Regions from separate parts of the Sus scrofa genome. Here region 1 is linked to region 2. Evidence: chromatin contacts called from public HiChIP or PLAC-seq data. All regions are on one chromosome and are shown on one strand. The core of a region is the stretch at or near the end of the contact, and the rest is flanking DNA. Distances in the headings are between cores, read along the strand shown. Region 1 holds the start of JUND (transcription factor jun-D). Region 2 holds the start of KXD1 (kxDL motif-containing protein 1).

Region 1 (2,700 bases), core at 17-2,516, 280 kb before region 2:
CCCCCCCCCCGCAAACCCGCCTCTCTGGAAGGGGGCCGCGCATGCGCCCCGCGCGCGGGCTCAGTACGCCGGCACCTGGTGCTGGGGCAGCAGCTGGCAGCCGCTGTTGACGTGGCTGAGGACCTTCTGCTTGAGTTGCGCCACCTGCTCGCGCAGCAGGCTCGCCGTGGACGCCAGCTCCGTGTTCTGGCTCTTGAGCGTCTTCACTTTCTCCTCGAGGCGCGAGATACGCTCCAGCTTGCGCTTGCGGCACTTGGAGGCAGCGATGCGGTTGCGCAGCCGCTTGCGCTCCGCCTTAATGCGCTCCTGAGTGTCCATGTCGATGGGCGACAGCGGCGGGCTCTCGCCGAAGCTCGGCACGTCGGGCACCGTCTGCGGCTCATCCTTGAGTGCGGCCAGGCGTGGCGGCCCCAGCGCGCCTGGGGCGGCGGCGGCGGCGGAAAGGGCACGGGTTCAGCGGCGAAGGCGACCGTCGCAGCTCCCCCCGAACCCCCAGTCCCTCCCGCGTAGCTGCTCAGGTTCGCGTAGACGGGCGCCTCGGGCGTGGCCGCCGCTGGGGCCAGCTCGCTGGGAGGTGCGGCGCCTGCAGCCGTGCCTGAGGGTCCTCCGGCGGCGGCGGCAGCGGAGGCCGCGCCCGCGCCCAGCTGGTTTTGCTTGTGCAAGTCCTCCAGGGCCTTGACGAAGCCCTCGGCGAACTCCTGCTCCTCGCTTGCCGCCACCTTGGGGTAGAGAAACTGCGTGCTCGTCGGCGTGGTGGTGACCAGCCCGTTGGACTGGATGATGAGACGTTCGAGCTCGGGCGAAGCGAGCTTGAGCAGCCCCAGGTCGGGCGAAGGGAGCAGGCTGTCGGGGGGCGCCGCACCCTGGGCGCCGTCGGTGCGCAGAGGGGCCGGGGGCGGTGCGGCCGCGGGCTTGAGCGCCGCTGCCACCTGCTCGCTCAAGCTCAGCGTCAACGCGTCCTTCTTCATCATGCTGCCGGCGGCTGCCGTCGGGGGCGCCCCGGGGAACAGGCGACCCGGGGACGCGAAGCTGCCACCGCCGCCACTGCCACTGCCGCCGCCCAGGCCGCTCAGCGCCTCATCGCCGTAGAAGGGTGTTTCCATCCTCCGCCTCCCCCGCCGCGCCGACCCGGGGGGGGGAGTGGCCGCGGCCGCCCGGGGGGCCCTCGCCCCCCCGTCCGCTCGGCCCTGCGCCCGCCCAGGCCGCGGCCGCTGCGCCCAGCCCTCTGCTGGCGGCGGCTCCCGAGTCGCGCAACGCGCGCGCCCCCTTATAGCCTCGGCCGGGTACGATGAGCTCACTGTCCCTGCTCGCCATTGGACGCGGGTGACGTCGCTCATTTGCATGGAGGGGCGGGGCCAAGCCACTGACGGCCTCTTCAACCCCCACCGACTGCAGTCGTCCAGGTGACGCGCGGTAAACGGCACAACAGCGCGCTGCCTTGTGGGTTGACGTCATGGGGGCGGGCCGCGCGTCGGCCCGGTCACTCCGCCCCAGGAGCCAGAGTAAGACCCAGGCCCCCAGCACCGCCTCCCGCCAAGGCACGTCCCGGGTGGCGTGATGGGCCCGGCCACCAGGCGCCCGCCCGCCCGAAGCCCCGCCCCGCGTCCGCGCGTGGGGCCCCGGGCGGGCGGAGGCGGTACTGGCTCCGGGGACAGAAGGGGGATGGGGCCCCGGATGGATAAATAACTCCCTGGCGCCTCCAGCTCCACTACGCCGGCTGGGCTTCCCTTAGCGCGCCTGTAGCTACGCTCCGTGGGGTTGAAGACCTGAGGGAGCTGAAGCGTGGCTCGCCAGGGTGTGGGTCTAGTCTGTCCACCTCACCTCCACCCCCCAGCCCAGTCCCAAGTGGTGTGTTTGCTTCAGAAAGGCCGGGAAGCGGAGAGGAGGCCAGAAGTTGCTGGAACCTTTTTGATCTCAATACTTTTCACTGGGTGGGACTGAATCGTGGAGTCTGACTTCCTGACTTTACAGATGGGAAATTGAGGCTCGGCGAGGTGGAGTGACCTGTCTCCGGGACCAGGCCTGAGCTCTTATACATCTGGCAGAACCCTGGCGTCCATGACCCTGGACAGCCCCCTACCTGGGTCCCACTCCTCACCCCCCAACCCTTGGCCCTTGGCTCCCGGACTGAGCTATTAAGGCAGGAATCCCAGTCCGTATTTATTACCATGATTGTCAGGTCAGGCTTAATTGGCCTCGAAAAGGCTGGCTGGGAACGGAATGTGAGGGAGGTGGGAGAGACTCTTCCCACCTTGGGACTTCTGGGTCTGACCTACAGTCCCTGCATACAACCCCTCCATGGTTCCTACCACACTGAGGATGGAGCCTAGTCCATCGGGAGGGGGCCCCACACCTTTCTTGTGGTGTTCTCTAACCTTTCACCCTCACCTTCTTTGAGCTTTGTCTTCCCAATTCATTGCTACCTCGGGGCCTTGACAGGTGCTGTGCCCTCAGCCTGATGCTGCCTTCCCCCAGTGCCAACACTTGTCCTTAGGCCCCTCACACTCACCTTGTTTCCATTATATCCTGGCAACCATCCACAATGATGGGATGGACCATAAGTCCCTGGAGGGCAGGGACCTTGTCTAGCTCAAGCTAGCTGGGTACCCAGCTTTCTGCATGGGGCCAAAGACAGCGTTAAGAAAAAAACACTCTCTGGTGGGGTTGCTGTGGCAGTCTCTGGCCTCAGTCTGATTGCCT
Region 2 (2,700 bases), core at 121-2,620:
CTTGCTCAGTGGGTTAAGGATCCGGCATTGCCGTGAGCTGTGGTATGAGTTGTAGATGCGGCTTGGATCTGACGTTGCTGTGGCTGTGGTGTAGGCTGGCAGCTGTAGCTCTGATTGGACCCCTAGCCTGGGAACTTCCATATGCTGCAAGTGCAGCCCTAAAAAGCAAAAACAAACAAACAAAAAACAACCCAAAAAAACAAAAAACAAAACAAACTATTGGTTTCAAGTTCCCACTGTGGCACCACAGCATCAGCAGCGTTTTGGGAGCTCTGGGATGCAGGTTTGATAAGGATCCAGTGTTGCCAAAGCTATGGCTTGGGTTGCAACTGCAGATTGGATTTGATCCCTGTCTTGGGAACTCTGTATGCTGCAGGGCAGCTGAAAAAAAACCCACAAAACAAAAACTATTGATTCAACTATAAGAATATATAGAAATCCTGGAATCCTGGCCTTATAAATAAGAATCCTAGTCATCATTAACTATTCAATGAATGAAGGAAGGAGAGCATGGCAGTGATAATACAGTTTACCCCTAGTTTATTGAGGGCTTGCATTGGACCAAGTCTTTTGTTGCAAGAGATTTACCTGCATGATCTCATAAAGTTAAGCCACTTGCACCAGGCCCCCCCAACCAGGATTTGATAGAACTGGAATTTGAACTCAGATATGTCCAATTCCAGGGCTCTCAAAGAGACTTCCGTGTGCCCAGGAGCATGTGTATTTCTCCCAAGCTCTTGGTAACCTTAAGAGGCAGATCCTGTGTTCACCTGGACTCACAGTTAAACTGAGGACCAGAAAAATAAGATATATAATATGTAACACATATCACAAGGCCTCAATAACTAAGGATAATTAATCCGGAGTTCCCGTTGCGGCTCAGTGGTTAAAGAATCCGACTACGAACCACAAGGTTGCAGGTTTGATCCCCGGCATGGCTCAGTGGGTTAAGGATCCGGTGTAGCCATGAGCTGTGGTGTAGGTTGCAGATGTGGCTCGGATCCTGCTTGGCTGTGGCTGTGGCATAGGCTGGTAGCGGCAGCTCTGATTTGACCCCTAGCCTGGCCAGAAAAAGGTCACCAAAAGCAGAGCAGGGATTTTTGAAGCGGAATGAGTCTGATTCCCAGCCTGGAAAACATAACACGTGGGTCTGGGTCGACCACAGGCCACTAGAGCACTATATGCCCTTGTGGGAATGCCCGCCACTCTCGGATCTCTGTCTTACCACTTACAAAACTGGGCGTGTTTTCAGCCTCTCTCTCCACCCCTCCCCCCGCCCTTCCGGGCTGCCAAGGAGCAGGGTTTTGGAAACTACGCAGGCGCGCGAGGGACTGCTTGATTGGCTATTTGTTATGAACCCCCTCCCCGCAAACAGTAACTGCGTCTAAGTCCCACCTCTTCCTGCCGCGCCTCCACGCACGCAAGTCGGCCCCGGGCACGTTGCGGACACGCGCGCTAGCACTCATGGTACGTGATGACGTTGAGGCGGCACTGGCGCCATCCCGGAAGCGCGAGCAAGGCCGCCAGATGTGCAGGTGCTGCTGCCACCGACGCCGGGGCCGAGTTCAGGGTGGGGCTGGGGACGCAGGGGCTTCTGGGCAGCTGGGCCGGGCGGGAGCAGTCCCCGGGCTGTCGCGGGGTGGGGCGCGCCGCTGGCAACATCTGGACACCCTGCGCACAGGCCTCAGTTTCCCCGGCTGCGCAGTGGACGCGCGGACGGCGCCGTGGGCTGGATCCGGATCCGGGGCGCCAGAGTTGGGGGCGTCTATGTTGAAGCTGTGCTATATCACCCAGAACCGGGCTTTTCCCTGCTTAGGCCTCAGTTTCCCGGCTTCACAGGGGCGGGGCTTGAGGGGCTTTGTGAGCCCCGCCGCACTGGGGGGTTTTGCAGAGCTGGGGTAGCCCAGTTAAATTCTGTTAAATGATCTAGGTGGAGTCGCGGCGTCTCTCTGCCTAGGTGTGTGACCTTGGGCAACTGAGCCCACCTCTCTAGCCTTGGTTGCCTTCGGAAATGATAGTGTCAGTCTATCTGCCTCTCAGGGGTGATTAGGGATTAAATGAAGTGTTTTACAAGTGTTCGTTTGTATTCTTGGAAGCACTGGGGAGACCCTCATTAGAATAGTGATTCTTGGCCCAGTCCTAGGTTTTCTTAACACTCCCCTCGGAGAAACTGCCTGCTACCAGTCCACTGTCTCATCACTATTGGTTTCATTACCCAAAGATAGTGTTGTGAGATTCTGATTCTTTGTTATTCCTAGCTTCTGGATGAGAAGGACCCAGGAGGTGAGGTGACTTTCCTAAGGTCACGGAGCCTCCCTCTCTGCGTGTTTCCCCCATAAATATATTTGGAGCTGGGACTAGTGCCTATACTGGATCATTTTTCACCCTGTATATGGGTCAGACCGATACTTAGTCAGGGAAGGCTTCCCGTGAGAAGCAGCTGGTGAGGGAGTATGCATTGAATCTCTCAGCCCTCACATCTGGGAGCCAGAGACAGGAAAGAGCCTTACTTTGAAGCAGAACCATTTCCCGGGGTCCAAATGTTTTGCCCTCCAGGCCTAGTTGTGGGGTTCCTGCCACATGCCTCTGTCCTTTGAGAGCCCAAGTATCCTCTTTATATATGATCTTTGGAAATGTGGAGGCTGTGAGCGTCCATACCTGGCACACAGTCAGAACAAAATAAACATGGTGATTATTGGG

The links. HiChIP or PLAC-seq counts read pairs in DNA pulled down with a chosen protein or histone mark.
Region 1: a contact with region 2 is called in an H3K27ac HiChIP or PLAC-seq map of alveolar macrophages. The contact joins the promoter of JUND here to the promoter of KXD1 in region 2. A contact is called at or near these places in 1 of 5 promoter capture datasets (fetal liver), 1 of 47 Hi-C or Micro-C datasets (embryonic fibroblasts) and 1 of 2 datasets of contacts at active chromatin or transcription factors (alveolar macrophages).

Annotation. Positions count from the first base shown.
Region 1 is chr2:59,529,557-59,532,256 of Sscrofa11.1, reverse strand. It overlaps JUND (transcription factor jun-D), which reads right to left and starts at 1,266. Exons shown (of 2, transcript XM_021083521.1): 1 at 426-1,266; 2 at 1-423. The coding sequence starts at 1,103. The coding sequence ends at 61.
Region 2 is chr2:59,249,563-59,252,262 of Sscrofa11.1, reverse strand. It overlaps KXD1 (kxDL motif-containing protein 1), which reads left to right and starts at 1,370. Exons shown (of 5, transcript XM_013991423.2): 1 at 1,370-1,467. The coding sequence starts at 1,465.